Regions from separate parts of the Sus scrofa genome. Here regions 1 and 2 are each linked to region 3. Evidence: chromatin contacts called from public Hi-C and HiChIP or PLAC-seq data. All regions are on one chromosome and are shown on one strand. The core of a region is the stretch at or near the end of the contact, and the rest is flanking DNA. Distances in the headings are between cores, read along the strand shown. Region 1 holds the start of ASPRV1 (retroviral-like aspartic protease 1). Region 2 overlaps ASPRV1 (retroviral-like aspartic protease 1). Region 3 holds the start of PCBP1 (poly(rC)-binding protein 1).

The links. Hi-C and Micro-C count contacts between places; a contact is called where the count stands out from the background. HiChIP or PLAC-seq counts read pairs in DNA pulled down with a chosen protein or histone mark.
Region 1: a contact with region 3 is called in an H3K27ac HiChIP or PLAC-seq map of skeletal muscle. The contact joins the promoter of ASPRV1 here to the promoter of PCBP1 in region 3. A contact is called at or near these places in 3 of 5 promoter capture datasets (fetal liver, fetal skeletal muscle and liver), 32 of 47 Hi-C or Micro-C datasets (adipose tissue, alveolar macrophages, blood and 16 more) and 2 of 2 datasets of contacts at active chromatin or transcription factors (alveolar macrophages and skeletal muscle).
Region 2: a Hi-C map of skeletal muscle shows a contact between it and region 3, with 9 times the contacts expected there. The contact joins the enhancer-like site here to the promoter of PCBP1 in region 3. A contact is called at or near these places in 2 of 5 promoter capture datasets (fetal liver and liver), 25 of 47 Hi-C or Micro-C datasets (alveolar macrophages, blood, brain and 13 more) and 2 of 2 datasets of contacts at active chromatin or transcription factors (alveolar macrophages and skeletal muscle).

The regions. Positions count from the first base shown.
Region 1 is chr3:72,321,864-72,325,650 of Sscrofa11.1, reverse strand. It overlaps ASPRV1 (retroviral-like aspartic protease 1), which reads right to left and starts at 1,693. Exons shown (of 13, transcript XR_002342602.1): 1 at 540-1,693.
Region 2 is chr3:72,345,259-72,349,077 of Sscrofa11.1, reverse strand. The region is part of intron 3 of ASPRV1 (retroviral-like aspartic protease 1); the gene reads right to left. Among named protein-coding and RNA genes, the nearest start is that of ASPRV1, 23 kb to the right of the region's middle. Within about 2 kb of position 2,222, at least 70 of the 83 cell types and tissues checked have an H3K27ac peak or open chromatin away from gene starts, as enhancers often do. A contact at or near this core is called in alveolar macrophages, brain, epiblast stem cells and 8 more, where this site is marked.
Region 3 is chr3:72,379,006-72,382,635 of Sscrofa11.1, reverse strand. PCBP1 (poly(rC)-binding protein 1) reads left to right here and starts at 2,272. Exons shown (of 1, transcript XM_003125057.4): 1 at 2,272-3,630. The coding sequence starts at 2,541. The coding sequence ends at 3,611. It overlaps ASPRV1 (retroviral-like aspartic protease 1), which reads right to left. Exons shown (of 13, transcript XR_002342602.1): 4 at 283-363.

The DNA of each region.
Region 1 (3,787 bases), core at 444-2,943, 56 kb after region 3:
TTAATGCCCCTGCCAAGTGACTCTAAGGACCCAGTGGAGCTGAGTGGGAAAAAATAATTTTTTATATTTTGACTAACCATCTGCCACGTGCTAGACACAGACTAGTTAAGTCTGCAGAGTGGAGGATATTTTGCAAAGGAGAAAACCGACAGAAGTACTGAATGACTCTCTCAGGGCAAACAGTAAGAGGCCAGCAGGAGCCCACGCTCCCCCTCACTCCCCATCCCGCCGCACCGCTAGGGCGAAACACGGCCAATACCAGGCAGGCGGGGAGGAGCCCGGACGCAGCTGCTCCCTCCCCGCCAAGCCGCGCTTTCTGAAGCTCCGGGTGCGGCCTGGGCCCCACGTGCCCGCTGCTCCCGCGGACCCGCGGGTCGGAGTCCAAGCTCCGTCGGCCCGAACCAGGAAGTCGGTGCCCGGCCTCCCAGCGGGTCTGAAGGCGGCTAGGTTACGCCTGGGCGACCTAGCCGGCTAACGACCTCAGGAGTCTCGCGCTGGGCCGCCGGAACCCCTCCTCTCCGAGCCCGCCCCGTCAGCACCTTTCCCGCAGCTCGGCCCGCCGCCCTGGCCCGCCCGGGCCCCACAGCGGGTCACGAGGCAGCGCCGGAGAGTCGGCAGTAGGCGCGGCCCCGTCAGCCCCAGCGGAGCCTGCGCTCGGCGCCACCCCCACGCCGCGCGCCACGTCCCCAACCCCCCCGCCCCCGCGTGCCACGCGGGGAACCCCGGTGACGTCACCGCCCTCCTGTTCTCGCCTTCCCGCGCTCTCCAGAAAAGACGCGAAGGTGGTGACGTGTCCGGGAATTCAATGCGCCTGCGCAGGAGGCGTCAGCCACACAACGTCCTGCAGCGCCGCCTGGTGGAAGAAAAGCCCAAACCGGCCGGAAGCGTCGACGCGGGCGAGAGGAGAACGTGACTGACGTCAGCTCTTGGAGCCGAGGGGGCGACCGCCGCGTGACCGGCCCTCGCTCTGCGCGCCTGCGCATCTTTATCGTCTCCTTTTAAGCACAGGGTGGAAACTTGATTATTTCGCTCCTTGTTTTAAGATTGTAACCTTTCCTTGTATCGAATGGGTTAAATTGGTCTTTAAAGGAAAAACAAAGTGGGGGGGGAAGAAAATATATGAAGAAAAGGAATAGCAATACTCTTCATATTTACTTCCAGCCTTTTTTTTTTTTTACTTAAATCAAAATTGAGATTTGCTGTGGTTTTAAGCCCAAAGTTCTTAGGGAGGTACAAAAAGCACCAAAGCTAAGTTAGAAAAACACGGTAGAAGAGAGAAGTGCAGAACAATAGGTGAAAGGATAATAGCTAGTATATAACAAGCGTTTCAGACAGTATCTTATTTACCCTGCATAATATCCAGCTGAGGAAACTGTGGCTCAGAGGGTTAAATAGCTTGTCTGAGATGGCTCTGCTGCTATCCACTCTGGTAAGTGGGTAGCAGAGTGTGTTGACGGGTTGGGGCGTTGAACCCAGGGGTTAAAATCTGAACCGTAGGACGGTGGGCTGGGGAGAATGGCGAAAAACCTCAGGGAACATACATGGATGAAGACACTTTTTGTACTTCTGTATCGTGGGATTAGAACTAGTTCGTAGGAACGTGTTGGGTCAACTTGGCAGGAGCGCACCTTAAGCAGCTCACGCTATTACACTCCCTTGAAATGCATAGCTACTCTTAAGGGCCCCTAACTGCGGAGGTCACCGCCTGCAGCACTGCCCTCTCCCGTTAATAGTCGCGAAAGGTAGCGGTCAGCACCAGCACAGGTATTAGGTCCTGCAACCCAAAGTGCAGTCTGCAGTCCAGCAGCATTTCTTCCATCTTATAAACGCCATCCCAATCCCTTGGTGAAGCAGGTGGGATGGTAGAAAGATACGAAGGGAGTTTGCAGAGCTGGATGGTGGAAGGGCAGGCAGACAGGGAGCAGGGTACTTAAGGAGGTTTTAAAAGAGGATCATATAAGGAGTACCAAAAAATATCACAAGATGCAAAGGAAGAAAAGTAGGAAATCAATCTGAGAGACTAACAAAAGAAAGAACTAGGTTAAGGGGGTTAAGCAAGTCCAACTTGGGATAAGTCACCAAAAAAGTAGACACAAGTGCTGTTCTTTGTAGGTGACTTTTGTGTGTATTATGCTTGAGACAGTCCCTAATTCAAAGAACTGGAGGAAGGCAGCCCCTGCCCATTCCCCCATCTTCAGCAGATGGAGTAGGGTTTCTCTGGGTTCTTGTAATAGAGGGCAGATCAGGCAGTGACAAGAGTGCCCCTGGGATGACATACACAGGTTGTACTATATATGGCCAGGCCTCAGGGCTGGTGTGGATGCAAGTGTGTGCACATGTGGGTTGGAGGGAAGGGCAGGTTATTAGCAGACCAGATGTAACAGGAATCAGTGAAAGATGGAGTGAATTTTTGTGACTGGAAATGGCTTGGCCCAGAAAGTCACAGGGCTGATAGCATCTGGTACCTTGAGAAAGCCAGGTGGCAGGCTTATAAACCTTCACTTAGGTGGGTAGTTCTTGGGAGTCAGATTTTCTGGACTTTTGGGTGGCCTGTCATTCTTCCAAATAGTAGTAGCAAGCTGTTGAGATGATAGTTCTGGTAGAGGCAGGTGTGAATCGAAGTGTTCTAGGTATAGGAGTAATAAGTTGTCCTCATGATGCCCATTACGTTAGGGGCCCAGCCATGTTGCCTGGAGGAGTTAAGATGGATTCTCTCTCAGACCCATTAATACACTCAGTCTGAGGATGATCAGTCTGTGCAACAGAAAGTTGCGTAGACATGAAGGGTTTTGTGCTGCTCACACTAGAATACAAAGTGGCTGCAGCATGGAAAGGCAGTAGCTGGGCAGTCCCCAGAAGTGTAAGATTCCAACAATTAATGGAGGAGATATGCAGGGGATGATACAGATGAGTGTGTATATGGGTGGGTACAGAGTTTGAAGAGCACTAGGACCACTCTACTCTGATAGCATGGGTAGAGTCTGAAATGAGGTCAAGGCTGATGGTGTCCCAAAGGTGTCTAGGAGTGGGTACAGTACTCGGCTAGGGCCATGTGTGACCTGGCAAAGTCTGTTTAGAAAAGGTCAATGCAACTCTGAACATCATTCCAGACTTTTTCTTGGCTATACCTGTAGCATGTTGAAGTTCCCAGGCCAGGGATCAAACTCACACCACAGCAGTGACCTGTGCCACAGCAGGGACAATGCCAGGTCTTTTAACCTACTGAGCCGCTGGTGAAATCTGCCATTCTAGATTTTGATGGGCTCTATTGGTGGGCCAGGGGTGGTCCTGGGAGAAGTCCTTAGTATTTGAGTGGGGGCTTCTTTGGATAAATTATTTGCCCTAGCCATGTGTTTTATGACCCCTGTTGGGTCATTAAAAAAAAAAAAAAAAGTATTGCTAGACCTAGCCAGGATTTGCCTGTCAGTCATAGGCTTGGTTTGGTCAAAAAGCTATGACTAATGTCCTCAAGTGTTTAGATTGAAGGATTTTTCAGAATGGACCAAGCAATGTGGTTGAGCAACCTTAGTTGTTCTTGCTTTTCAAGCAGGCAATCTGCCTGTTTTTTTTTGTTTTGTTTTTGGTTTTGGTTTTTAGAGCCCAGCAAGTGGCATATGGAGGTTCCCAGGCTAGGAGTTGAATTGGAGCTGCAGCTGCTGGCCTATACCACAGCCACAGCAACTCGGGATCCGAGCCACATCTTTGACCTACACCACAGCTCATGGAAATGCCGGATCCTTAACCCACGGAGCAAGGCCAGGGATTGATCCCGCATCCTCATGGATAT
Region 2 (3,819 bases), core at 973-3,472, 34 kb after region 3:
GGAGAGAGGTAGACAACAGTAGAAGAAGGACAAAGGTGGAACAACTCTACAAGGCAGAGTGGTCAGGCCATTAATGAGATAAAGTGCTACCGACAGTGGCCTTACAAGGATAAAGTGGTTCCTCTTATTGGAGGACATTGCCAAGACTTTTTGAGAAAAACAATTAAAAGTCAGGTCTTCAAGGATGAGTAGATTTGGGGTATTTAGAATAAGGAGGGCTTTCCAGAGGCCCTGTTAGAGGGAAAGTAAAGTGTGGCTGATTGGGGAAAGGACCAGACAGGGAGCAGGAGATGGGGTGGGGCTGGAAGGAATGGAATGGTAATTGTAGCCTCACAGAGGCTAGAGCCAGATAGGGCCTTAGAGCTCATCTGGTGAGGAAACCAGAGATGGGGAGGAATTTGCAGTACCAGGCAAGGAAAAGGCAGGGTCTCTATTCTACCCTGGCCTCTGGTCGCCCAGACCAGTGCTCCTTCCATGCAACAAACTTTATCAATTTGCCAAAACTAAGAGGCCATCTCCTTGGCACAGTATTTGCTATGGCTTCCTGGATCAAAGACTAGCAGCAGGATGAGGGATTAGTGTCAGAGCCTGGGAGACAGCCAGGAAGCTACTGCAGTGGCCTGGCAAGGTGACAGATGAAACCCGAAGAAGGAGGAGTGGTAGGAACAAAGAGGAGGGATCAGAGAAATAAATACTGCAAAGGTCACACTGCCAGGACCCAGCACTTGATCTGATAATGGGAGGCAATCTAGAGGAAGGGACTGGACCTGAGTTTCCAGCCCTTCAGAGAAGGCAGCTTCAGTCATGTGAGAAGAGCCCAAGGGGAGAGGGGGTGAGAAGTCGGTGAGGAGCAAGAAGGGGCAGGTAGTTTCTCTAAGTCCTGTGGCATTGAAGAGCAGTCCCCTCCTCTGGCTACTGTTTGTGCAAGATACATACATCGCTATAATTCTTCTGGAAAAACACACAAGGCAGTGGTATTAGTCAGGGCTTTGGGAGAGGAAAATGGGTGGTTAGCAGACACGAGTCTGTTGTCTCTCCGTTTTATATTAATTATACCTTTGGATTATGAACCATGGCCATGTAATATCTAATAGCAAAATAATTAGAAAAAAGTTTTTCAAGTTGTATAGAAAATGGAAGGAAAGAAGTAGGAAATACCACAAGGAACAAACAGACTATTTTTTTTCATTAGGAAGGGGAGACTTGAGCACCTTGGGAGGATGAAATTGAAAATGTGAGGGGGAGGGGTTAGGTGAAACCCGGCCAGAAGGAGGAGGAGAGAGCTCTGAGGCTCAGGAGGAAGTTAGTCTTGCAAGGGAGGAGAAAAGACCTTCAGCAGAAAAAGGGTGGAAAGGAGGAAAATGGAGGGAGGTCGCCGGCGGATCCCACCTCTGACAGCAGGCATGATGAAGTGACAGACACCCGGCAGGCTAGCAAAATGCTCCTGGGTCTTGGGGATAAGGACCTCTCAGACCTCACTGGTGAAAGCGGGAATTGTTCTCGCCCTGGGGGCTCCCTATTCAAGGGAGCACCGTTTGTGGTGATAAAACACAGGAAACAAAGGAAAGGGCGTGAACAACAGAATTATTGAGTAAACCGAGGTGCCTTCATGCCAAGGATTAATACTCAGCCATTATTAGAGTGAATCCCTGCCGGGATTTGGGGTTTCCATGATGTACTAGAAAACCAAGATGCAGAGTGGTGTATACTATTATGATGCCATTTTGGAAAACAAAAGATGCCGTGTGTGTGTGTGTGTGTGTGTGTGTGTGTGTGTGTGTGTGTGTGTTTGATTTGTCGTGGTCATGGGGAAAATCACTGAAGTACATAGGTTAATACTGGGAGAGTGGAAGATGAAGGAAGAAGGGGGAGAAATCCTTCCTACTTACACAGTAAAAATGAGCAAGTGCAAGACAAAAGCAGAAACCACCTAGGACCCAGGATCGGCGATAAAGACCCTGAGGCAAGGAGTCCAGGGCGCAGGAGCAGTAGCACCAGACGAATGGGAGCGCCCACTGGTTATTTCCAACTCGTGGGCGTCTGTGCCGGCGCGAGGCGCGCGGCCGGGGCTTCCTCTGGGCTCTTTGTTGAGGAGGACGGGGAGAGAGGAGAGCGCGCTGCGCCGCCAGCGCTTGCGGAAGGGCAAGGGAGGAGGCGCGGGCGGGGACTGGGTTCCTGCCAAGCGTCGGCCCTGGCCGGGCGCCCCGGCCCGCGTTCTCTCGGGGGCGGCGCTCCCCCGCTTGGACCCGCGCTTCCGGGTCCGGGACAAAGACGCCCGCGCGCCTGCCACGCACCCCCGCCGCCGGCCTTCTGGCCCCCTCTCCTCCAGCCGCTGCCCCGCTCCCCTCCAGCAGCCCTTTGCTCCGCACCCCTTTTGTTTTTAATCCCTCCAGTTTCCCCGCTCCCACCCCACCCCACTCCCGCCCTTCAGCTCCTCGTGACTTCTTATCTACTCGCGGTCTCTACAAATTTGCTCTTCTGTATAACTCATGGAGGGAATCGCACATATTTGGCCTTTTGCGTCAGGTTTACTTTGTTTAGCATGATGTTTTCAGGATCCACCCATGTTGTAACATCTGAGAACTTCATTCCTTTCATTATATATATATATGTATATATATATATATATATATATATTTTTTTGCGGTAAAATGTAGGTAACCTAAAATTTACGAATTTAACCAAATTAAGTGTACCGTTCAGTGACATTAAAGTACGTTCACATGGTTGTGCAACCATGGCCACTGTCCATCTCCAGAACTTTTCTGTCATCCCCAACTGAAAATTTGTACCCATTAAACAGTAACTCCGACCTTTATGGGGTGTCTGCAATGGTTGTGTTCCGTCTTTGGGGACTTGAGGGAGACAAAGCCATACACTGAAGAAGACTGATGTAGATGACAAGGATGCCAAAAATCATCCTTGGTCATAGGACAAATCATATATGAGAAAGAGCAGAGGTAACTAAGAATATTCAAAAAAGTGAAGTCCTAGGATGATACTAATTCATGCTAAAAAACAAAACCCTAAAAGGAAGGCAAACTTTAAAAACCCCACAAAATCCTGGAGGTTTTATTTTCTCAGGGTTTTTTTGCCCTTTTTTTTTTTTTTTTTTCTTTAACTAACACACTCCTGGTAAATGGAGATTCCCAGCCTAGGGGTGGAATCAGAGCTGTAGCTGCAGCCTACACCACAGTCACAGCAGCAGCAATGCAGGACCCAAGCCCCATCTGTGACCTACACCACACCTCATGGCAGTGCTAGATCCTTAACCCCACTGATTGAGGCCAGGAATGGAACCCACACCCTCATGGATCCTAGTCGGTTTGTTAACCGCTGAGCCATGAAGGAAACTCTTGGAGGTTTTAATTTAACAACAAATTTTTAACAAGCAGACAGGCTTTCTTTCAAGAGGCTCTTAGAAGACACAGCAAGAACAGAGTCCACCATCTGTAAGTCAGGAAGAGGGCTATCACTAGACACTGAATTTCCTAGTACCTTGATCTTGGATTTCTGCCTTCAAAACACTGAGAAATAAACATCCATGGTTACAACATCAAAAATATATATATTTATTGAGTTCCCTTTGTGGCTTGGTGGGTAATGAATCTGACTAATATCCATGAGGATGTAGGTTTGATCCCTGGCCCTGCTCAGTGGATTAAGGATCTGATGTTGCCATGAGCTGCTGTGTAGGTCACAGATGTGGCTCAGATCTAGCATTGCTGTGGCTGTAGGGTAGGCTGGCACCTGTAGCGCCAATTTGACTCCTGGCCTGGGAACTTCCACATGACACAGGTGTGAGCCTAAAAAAAAAAA
Region 3 (3,630 bases), core at 1,023-3,522:
TCAGTTGTGCCAGAGACCAGGCTGGACTGACAGATACTTGAGGTCTGATGCAGGGCTGAATCACTTCCTCCTCTCCATCCTCACCCAGACACCTCATTTAAAAAAATAGCACCTGAGCCCCTTACAGGTATAGCTCACACCAGGAAAAACTCCCAAGCAGATACAAACAGGTGACTATGCAACAAAAGGTTACCTGAGGGATCCTTTTAATGACAAGCTCATCCAAATAGCACTTAAATTCTAAAACCCTGACTTAAGAGAAAAGTTGGGAAATGTGCTCACCAATAAGTACATCAGAAGGTCTGAATTCCATCCTGAACAGTGCGTGACCTTGAATTAGTCACTTCATCTAAGTGATTTCATCTGTTAAAAGAGAGACAGAACACGTACCTCAGAGGATCACTGTAAAAATTAAAGACAGTATGCAATAAAATGGCTAGCACAGGCTCTAGCACCGGCAAATGCACAATAAACGTCTTTTCCTTCTAGCCTGTAAGTCAACAATGATGGTAAACCGAGGTTCACTGGCCAGCTGACCCATGTAAAAGGTCATAAGTATTCTAGTCATTCAAGGAAATGGTCTTTTTTAAAAAGCTTTACAATAGCATTTCTTTATCTCTCCAGCATAACAGCCTATACACTGGTCTAGGAAAGCAGTAACTTCCCATTTCGTTTCCTAAAGCAGTGATCTCTAAATGTTCTGGTACTGGGGGCCCAAACTAATCAATGGTTCTGTTTCCTCGCCCCCGCCCCCACAATCATCCATTATTAAACTTGAAATGAGCAGAGACTCGGTATGATGCCCACATTTCACTTATTCACGTTCCCCTTTCAAATTAATTTGAAAATTACAATAAAATTCGCCCGCTGAGGTTGGGACCAGCCTGCAGGGTTTCACTCCTATCTGGTAAGAGTACTCGCTGCACGGGAAAGGCCCCAACCCACCGGCATCCGGAGCCGGGAGGGGGGAGGGGCGCGTTCTAGAGCTTTCAGGCCGACCCCAATTTCTCGTTGGCGACGAATCCAGGCCACGTGTCGCCATTTTGTGTTCAGGAAACATGGCGGCTACGCCCGCGGGGACGAAGGAGGGGGCGGAGGGGCCGCCACGTTAGCCGCTTTCTCTCAGGGATCCGGAAGGACGCTAAGCACCCGGTCTTTTCTGTCAGGCTCAGCCAAAGGAAAGGGGAAAGGGCAGAAATCACAACTGCCACACCAACCACCCCAGCGACCTTTCTTTAGCGAGAGGAACCCGCGGCTGGACACTCGGCAGCAAAGGCCTTCCAAGATGGCGGGCCCGGTTGGGGGCCGCCCCCAGAGAGCGCGGGCGCGGCGCGGCGGCTGCACCATGCGGGAAAAGGCCGATGTGCAGTAGCGGGAGCTTAACCTTGGCGGGGAAAACCGCAGGAACTCCCCGAGCACGGGTAAATGCGGTGCCCTAAATGAACGCCACTGTCTGAAATGTCTGACAAGGTGGCAGCGACTAAACACCTGCGCAGGAGGTGGGGGTTTCTGCGGGTCTAACAAAGTTGCAAAATGCAGACAAAGCATTATGTAAATGGACGCCATACTCTTTATGGCCATGTTTCTAACACTTCCCAGAAACCATCAGTAGAGCCGCGAATTTGGCGGCGGCGCAGGAGGGCTTTCGGCCTTTCTCCTCACAGGCCGCCTCCGCGGTGGCGGGGAGGGGGTGGGGGCTGGCGCGGGGCGCCCGGACGCCGAGGACGAAGGGGCCCCACGTGCCCGCCCGCCGGCGCGCGCCCGCGCCCGCGCCCGCCCAGCGGGCCTCGCCTCGCCGCCCCTCCCCCCGGAAGACCACAGTTGCCCCTCCCATCCTCCCCACACCCTCGCGCACGCGCTCTGGCTGCCTCACGCGCACGTTTTAAACCCGCGGCGTCCTAGCTGCCGCCTGCAGTTTCTCCCGGGGCTGTCCGAGTCGCTCCGTGTCCAAATCGCTTTTATAGAGAGGAAAAATAATGTGTCGCACCGTCATTCACAACACTACATTTCCAATCATCCGCCGGCGCCTCTAGGGTTAATAGAATACATGTTCGTTTTTAAGCCTTGCCGGACTCACAGCTTTTACCCACCGGGGCTTTATTTTCAATGCTAGGCTGGTAAAAGGGTTTTCTAAAAAACTATTCCATGGGGATTGGCGTAATCTTGTGACCTAAAAACCATGGGTCCTCTTTTTTTTTTCAAGGGGTCCTGCGCACAAGCACTTCCGGGGTCAGAGGGTACGCGGGGTTGAAAGCGGGCTTCCCGCCCCGCCCAGACCGCCGAGGCTGCCGCCGGAGTCGCCACCGCCGCGCCCTCGCCCACCCGCCCGCCCGCCGCTCCCGGCCCCGCTCGCCCCCTCCGCCGCCGCCGCCCGCCCCTGCGACGACGCCGCGGCCTCCCTCCCGCGCCCGCTCGCTCCCGCGGCCCTCGCTCGCCTCGCGCCGGCAGTTTTGGGCCTACACCTCCCCTCCCCCCGCCAGCCACCAAAGACTTGACCACGTAACGAGCCCAACTCCCCCGAACGCCGCCCGCCGCTCGCCATGGATGCCGGTGTGACTGAAAGTGGACTAAATGTGACTCTCACCATTCGGCTGCTTATGCACGGAAAGGAAGTAGGAAGCATTATTGGGAAGAAAGGGGAGTCGGTTAAGAGGATCCGCGAGGAGAGTGGCGCGCGGATCAACATCTCGGAGGGGAATTGTCCGGAGAGAATCATCACTCTGACCGGCCCCACCAATGCCATCTTTAAGGCCTTCGCTATGATCATCGACAAGCTGGAAGAAGATATCAACAGCTCCATGACCAACAGCACGGCGGCCAGCAGGCCCCCGGTCACCCTGAGGCTCGTGGTGCCGGCCACCCAGTGCGGCTCCCTGATTGGGAAAGGCGGCTGTAAGATCAAAGAGATCCGCGAGAGTACGGGGGCCCAGGTCCAGGTGGCGGGGGATATGCTGCCCAACTCTACCGAGCGGGCCATCACCATTGCTGGCGTGCCGCAGTCTGTCACCGAGTGTGTCAAGCAGATCTGCCTGGTCATGCTGGAGACGCTCTCCCAGTCTCCGCAAGGGAGAGTCATGACCATTCCGTACCAGCCCATGCCGGCCAGCTCTCCGGTCATCTGCGCGGGCGGCCAAGATCGGTGCAGCGACGCTGCGGGCTACCCTCATGCCACCCATGACCTGGAGGGAACACCTCTAGATGCCTACTCGATTCAAGGACAACACACCATTTCTCCGCTCGATCTGGCCAAGCTGAACCAGGTGGCAAGACAACAGTCTCACTTTGCCATGATGCACGGCGGGACCGGATTCGCCGGAATTGACTCCAGCTCTCCAGAGGTGAAAGGCTATTGGGCAAGTTTGGATGCATCTACTCAAACCACCCATGAACTCACCATTCCAAATAACTTAATTGGCTGCATAATCGGGCGCCAAGGCGCCAACATTAATGAGATCCGCCAGATGTCCGGGGCCCAGATCAAAATTGCCAATCCAGTGGAAGGCTCTTCTGGTAGGCAGGTTACTATCACTGGTTCTGCTGCCAGTATTAGTCTGGCCCAATATCTAATCAATGCCAGGCTTTCCTCTGAGAAGGGCATGGGGTGCAGCTAGAACAGTGTAGGTTCACTCA